Linked DNA regions of Mus musculus: region 2 is linked to region 1. A link is a contact called in public ChIA-PET data. All regions are on one chromosome and are shown on one strand. Each heading gives the region's core, a stretch centred on a gene start, on an enhancer-like site or on the middle of the called end of the contact. The rest is flanking DNA. Distances are from core to core; before and after follow the strand shown.

Evidence for each region. ChIA-PET counts read pairs in DNA pulled down with a chosen protein or histone mark.
Region 2: an RNA polymerase II ChIA-PET map of memory CD8 T cells shows a contact between it and region 1, with 48 read pairs. The contact joins the promoter of Trim39 here to the promoter of H2-T22 in region 1. A contact is called at or near these places in 4 of 115 datasets of contacts at active chromatin or transcription factors (the SCID.adh cell line, bone marrow-derived macrophages, effector CD8 T cells and 1 more).

What each region holds. Positions count from the first base shown.
Region 1 is chr17:36,041,083-36,044,277 of GRCm38.p6, reverse strand. H2-T22 (histocompatibility 2, T region locus 22) reads left to right here and starts at 1,536. Exons shown (of 9, transcript NM_010397.5): 1 at 1,536-1,936; 2 at 2,150-2,410; 3 at 2,593-2,829. The coding sequence starts at 1,852. Gm6034 (predicted gene 6034) reads right to left here and starts at 1,317. Exons shown (of 3, transcript NM_001034909.3): 1 at 1,061-1,317. The coding sequence starts at 1,148.
Region 2 is chr17:36,269,750-36,272,944 of GRCm38.p6, reverse strand. It overlaps Trim39 (tripartite motif-containing 39), which reads left to right and starts at 1,512. Exons shown (of 7, transcript NM_178281.1): 1 at 1,512-1,608.

The sequences.
Region 1 (3,195 bases), core at 287-2,786:
TGAACCTCTCCAGACCCTAAGCTTCACCCCTTTCCATCCCTCATCTTCTCAACTTTCAGCCCAGCTGCCAGCCAACAGCTCCCTTGGCTAGATGCTCTTGGCCACTTTGTTTCTTCTCCCTGTCCTGGTTCTCTCTCTCTCTCTCTCTCTCTCTCTCTCTCTCTCTCTCTCTCTCTCTCTCTCTCTCTCTCTCTCTCTCTCCCTCTCTCTCTCTCTCTCTCTCTCTCTCCTCCGACTGCCTTCCCCCATCTCCCTCTCATGGCCAGGTCTATTCTGCTGGCTGTGTTCAGTCTGAGCTCTTCCTTTTCCTTCACCACGACTAGAACTGTGAAATGGCTGTACCATTTTCATTCACTACCACCCTCACTCTAGCTCAATTAGATTTTCATGACCCCTGACAACCATTTCCCACACAAAGAAGAATGAGGCAGTGCTGGGCTCCTTCTCCCCAGCCCTCCCCCAATAACCACCCTGACTATTAACCTTCACAAGGTCAGTCCATCAAATGCTAGTTCAGTGAAGGGACTCTGCAAAAGTCATTAGGGCTCCGAACCAGCTGACTTTACTCTGAGGGACTGTCCTGATCAGGGCAAATATTAAAAGGACTGCGTTCTGTGCCCAGACCCACAGTGTGATGACTCTACACAGGAGATTTCCTCCAATGGCCTTCATAAAGCCACCCAAAGAACCCAAAGTCCATGGAGAGTAACCAACATTCCTGCTCTGCTCCATCCAGCAAGGACAGGGGACCTTGCCCAGAAACTGAGAAATGGAATCCTGCCACATGTTCCCTGTGAGCTTTGAGAACTCTGCTTCAGAGATGAGTCCCAACCTTGTGCAAAACTCCATAATGCGAGCTAGTCAACTTGGCAGGTTCATTGAGAAAATATAACTCACTGGTCCTTGGCAGTGCATGTCTTTAATGCCAGCACTCGGGGGTGAGAAACAGGTGGATCTCCTGAGTTTGAGGCAAGCCTGGCCTAAAAAGGAAAGTCCTGAAGGGAGACAGACAGACAGACAGACAGACAGACAGACAGACAGACAGGAGAAGGGATCTCACCTAGGTCTCCAGTGAATTCTACCAAAAAGCTGGCTATTGCCAACATGGGCCCTGGGATGTTTCCTTCTGGAGGAGTCCTGTGTCCCATGAGAGGGCCTGAGATCAGTGTGCAGTCTCCCCTGGATTCCACAGACAGCCTCTGAACAGGTCTCGGGAAGACGGAGTGAAGGAACAGCTCTTTCAGCGCTTTCTGGGCACTTTGGGAGTCTGTGCAAATCCCTGGCAGGCAAGGACTCTCAGGACCTCAAGAGGAAAGTAGCTGGGAGAGTCCCTAATTGGCTTAGTTTCACTTTCGAATCCCCAACTTCTCTTGAGTTTTTCTGCCTAGATATTGATGACTTGGCACTAGTTCTCACTTTCTGTAGGGCAATTTCTCCTAATTATTTGATTGGCTAATAACGACGACAAGAAGCCAATCGCTGGGCTAAGATGAAAAGGCAAGAAAGGAAGTCATGACGTGGGAGAAAGGAACGCCTTTTACCGCCCTGCTCTCTCTGCGACCCTCCTCTCCCCAGGCAGGGTTGAGAGCAAGAAGGTGCAGGATGTAGGCCTGCAGAATTGTCAGACCCAGTGGCGGCTTTTGCCACTGGAAGAATTTCCAACATAAAACAGAGGATCAGTTTGGGACAATCGATTCTGCGACCAGAGGTAGTGTCATTTGGTTACTTTTAAAATTCAGATTTTCTGGTGTTTTCCAATCACTCGCGACTGTAATTTGAAGTTGGGTTCTGAGATAATACAATCGCTGTCGCTCTAGTTTATAAAGCTGTCCAAGATCTGCCCAGTCCCAGATGTCCTGGGTCCTCAGGGCCGCTGTGGTCTGCGCCCTTCTCCTGCAGCTGGATGCCAGACCATCCTGGACTCGGATCCCTTTGGGTGAGTGAGACCGGGGAGGGAAACTGTCTCTACTGGGAAGGCTAGGGATAGCACCACCCAGTCTCTGCACCACCCAGCAAGATCCTCCAGCCCCCCTTTTTCAGCTGTCCCGAGCTTGGCGCCCTGCTCCCTTCCCGGCCCGCACTCCCGCTCGAGATCGAGATGGGGATCGAGGAGGAGGAGGTCGGGGTCTCATCGCGCTCCTCCTCCCAGGTTCACACTCGCTTAGGTATTTCTACACCGCTGTGTCCCGGCCTGGCCTTGGGGAGCCCTGGTTCATAATCGTCGGCTATGTGGACGACATGCAGGTCCTGCGCTTCAGCAGCAAGGAGGAGACTCCGAGGATGGCACCCTGGCTGGAGCAGGAGGAAGCAGATAACTGGGAGCAGCAGACTCGTATAGTCACAATTCAAGGACAGCTGTCTGAAAGGAATCTGATGACCCTGGTTCATTTTTACAACAAGAGCATGGACGGTGAGTGATCCGAACCCATCCCAAGGATGTACCAGGGTTGTCCATATTCACTAGACCAGAGTTTCACCCAACACATGCCCAGTTCCTCAAAAACCAAGAGTCTGCAGGGATTTACTTGGAGTTGGTCTGTGTTCTACTCGTGTTGCTGCGACAGGACTGACCACCAACTATGTCCTTCCTAGACTCTCACACACTACAGTGGCTGCAAGGCTGCGATGTGGAGCCAGATCGGCACCTGTGTCTCTGGTACAACCAGCTCGCCTATGATAGCGAGGATCTCCCCACCCTGAACGAAAACCCAAGTTCCTGTACAGTGGGAAACAGCACTGTACCTCACATCTCTCAGGACCTGAAGAGCCACTGCTCAGATCTGCTGCAGAAATACCTGGAAAAAGGGAAGGAGAGGCTGCTGCGTTCAGGTGCCCAGGGGAGCCAAACCATGTCTGTTTCCTTTAGGCTACTTGCTGGGAGTTTGGAGAGCTGGAGGTGCTGGGTGGGAAGAGAGGACTTGGAGTACAGCTCACAGTTGAGCACTCCCCAGCAAGCACAACTTCTGGTTTAGATCCTTAGCATTCGCAAAAGAGGAGAGGGAGGCAGGTGAATGGGAAGGACTTTTCTCACTCCTCCCCAAGTCCAGAGAGGCAAGAGGCTCTTGTGTTCCAGATCTGTGACAAAACAATGACTTCTTCACAGGACAACCCCTCTCTTACTAGCAAGAAATTCATTTTGGAGACCAATCTTTTAGTAACTGATCAACAAATTCTTGACTTGAGCAATGATCCTAG
Region 2 (3,195 bases), core at 263-2,762, 230 kb before region 1:
CATCGTGTGGCTGGTCCCTCAGGGGGGAGGGATGCGGCAGCATGGGCCTGCAGAGGCACCCCTCCTCCCACACCTGACTACACCTCCACCAAACACACTCCTTCTCTCCTTATCTTTTTATAAAACACAACAAGGAGGCCAATGTGCAAGTCTGGAGTCTATCCATAAGCTCCATCTGCTCTCCCAGAGAAACTTAAGCAAGGTCTTCAAAGAGAAAGAAGCAGGCTTTGGTTCCCACCCAGTGTTTCCTGAGCACAGGATTTGGTCCTCCTGGCATCCTAGATGCAGGGGCAGCAAAGCACCGAACTAGACCGGTTTTCTACACTCCAGCTCCAGCCAGGGAAAGCGTTTCGCTAATGTCAGCTGTGGTGGCTACTCCTGGTGGTCAACTTGACTATCTGGAAGGAATTACAACCCAGAATTGGAGGGCTCACCTGTGATCCAGATCTTGAGGCTGGAAGACACAAGTTTCTGACCTGGATCTTGACATGGAGATCTTGAGGTACAGTGGCCATTAAGTTTAGGACCAGGCAAGGCAGTACACGACTTCAATCCCAGACTGGGGCAAGGAGTTCTCTGAGTTCAAAGTCAGCCCGGGAGAAAGCAAGTCCCAAATCCAAACAAGGTGGTGCACACCTTAATCTGGGCCACGCCTTCTGCTGGAAGTCTACATAAGGACATAGGAAGAAGGAAGATTCTCTTCTTCACGGGCTTGCACTTACTTGCCAGCACATCTGTCGGAACCTACTTCTACAGAAGACCAGCTGAAAGAACTAGCCACGTGGGACTGCGCAACTACTAGATTCTTGGACTTCCCATCCACAGCTGCCCATTGTTGGGTTAGCCTGTAAGTCATCACGATTAATTATAGAGAGAGAAACATTCACTAGGTTCTGTAGCTCTAGAGAACCCCTGGCTAATACATCACCCAACCGGAGGAGGGGAAAAGACGCACCTCGGTCTGCAGCCAAGATAACTCACCTACTACAGCTTGCCGGTTAAATTGCCAAACCTCAGCCAGTCGGAAGTGACGTGCCAGCATAGACTCTCAGGTCGGCCACGTAATACACCGCCGCCTTAAACAGCAACCCTCCCCCAGAATTGACCCGGAGACCGGGAAAGTGTGGCCCAACGCCCACAACCCGTAGCCGCCCAGGCCTCTGCGGTTCCCAGCCCCACCGAGGACCAGCTTGAGCCTCTGCGGGCTCGCTGACCGCGCAGCTCTGCCAGCCCAGCCACGGCGCGCTGCCCGCCATGGGGTTCGGCGTCTCGCCACGCGCATGCGCGGCCCTCAGTCTCCGGGGGACCGCTCTGGTCACCTGGGCGCCAGCACCTCAGCCACGGGAAGCGGCGGGTTCCCTCTCGCCCGGTAAACTAGCCGCGCAGGCCCTCGCCTCCGGCTCTCCGCCCGCCACCCGCCGCGGGCCCGACTAGGCCCTGGCACGGCGGCTCGGCGCCGCGCAGCTGTCTTCCATCGCCGCAGCGCGGCTTCCGCTTCCGGCGAGTATTGTGTGTCGCGCCGCGGGGCGGGGGTGAGGGGAGGAGGAAGGAGGGAGGCAGTGCTCCGGCGGCTCCGCGCCCGGCACTCCGGGACCCGGAGCCGGGAAGGTAGGTGCTGCGCCGCCGCCACAAGGGTCCCGCAGCCGGCTCCAGCGAGCGGGCTCCTCTCGCCGCGGCCCTACGCCCGGCGAGTACGTCAGCCGGCCGGCGCGCAACCACAGCTGCCTCCGCCCGCCTCGGGCCCGGAGGACGTTTGCCGCCCCGGCGACGTCAGCGCGTCCGGCGTTGCTTGGCTACCCCGCCGTTCCCCTGTCCCGCTGCCTTTGGTCTCCCCGGGTGAAACTGACGCAGTCATCGCGGGTCTGGGCTGCGACATGGCAGCGGGCATCCCACCTTCACGTCACACCTCTCCCTCACTTAGACACGCATCCGTTCCTCCCTGCCAAGCACGACGTATGCTCCCTCACTCTGGTCCTCATGCTCCCGATATGGCTGGAGAAGATGGAGAACGGGTGGGACAGAGTTGTGGCCAGTGCTTGAAAGAGGCTCCTGAGGTGGTACCCAATAGTGATTAAAGGCAAAACGTGGACGTCTCTGACGCGATTACTTACACTGAGATCGAGTAATGGAGAGTGGGAGGAAGGATCAAGCCAGAGGAGCACAAGGCCATATTATGGCTGCCCTCTACACCACCACCACACCACCCCCAGCTCCAAATCCTCTCCGTTCTTCACTATCCTTGAGCCCGTTTCTCTCTCATACCATCTATTTGCTAATTAGATACATGCAGGTCTCTCAAGTGTGAATATGGTTCAGTTTTAGGTGAGGATGCCACTTATCTGTAGGATTGAGGAGGAGGAGGCTAAGTCACTAGTCAAAACTGGATTCTAATGGGCAGAGAAGAAAGAAATCATCCAACTGTACTTATCTGGATCAATTCTTTTCTCCATTAAAAGAGGATAAGTTACCAACTCCTACTTAAAATCCTTCCATTTGTACCACCAGTATACAGAAATAATCATTGTTGCCCCAATTCATTACATGGGCACTTTTCTGTCGATGGGTAGACCTATCAAATTTCCTTCCTTTTTGGGGGGCCCCTTTTGGGACAGAAGGAAAGTAGGGGGTTATGGGACCAGATAAATTAGCTTACTTATGTATTGACATCTTAAGAATGGAGAGCTTTGGTTGTCTCTTTCCATACACTTATTCATTTATTGAGACCAATAACTATTTATTGGTTATATTTAATTTAGGCTGGCCTCGAGTTCCTGAGGCTCCTGCCTTTGCCTCCTCGGTACATGCGCTACCTACCTAGTATTAACCATACCTGGCTAATTTCCTTCCTAATCACTGACTATCTAAGGAGTTAGTTATCAGTAGTGACGTTGAAAGACTGCAGTCACCACTGAATGTTTAGAATGTACTTGCCAGCTCTCTCTCCAAGAAGCTGCTGCCCTCAATGCACTCAATGGTGCTTCCTTAGAGCTGATATGTATTTGTTGCTTTGCAGCCATCCCAGCTGCACACAAATAGAAATGCGGTGAGTGACAGGAGCATCTTCAAGAAGAGAGCGTTCTTCCTTTGGGCTAGTTTGGGGAAAGGAAGAACCATGTCATGCTTTCCCTGAAACAGTGTGTTACTGTAGTGTAACTCATTAAGAGGAACAGCAGACAATCAAGGCTAGACTCTAAA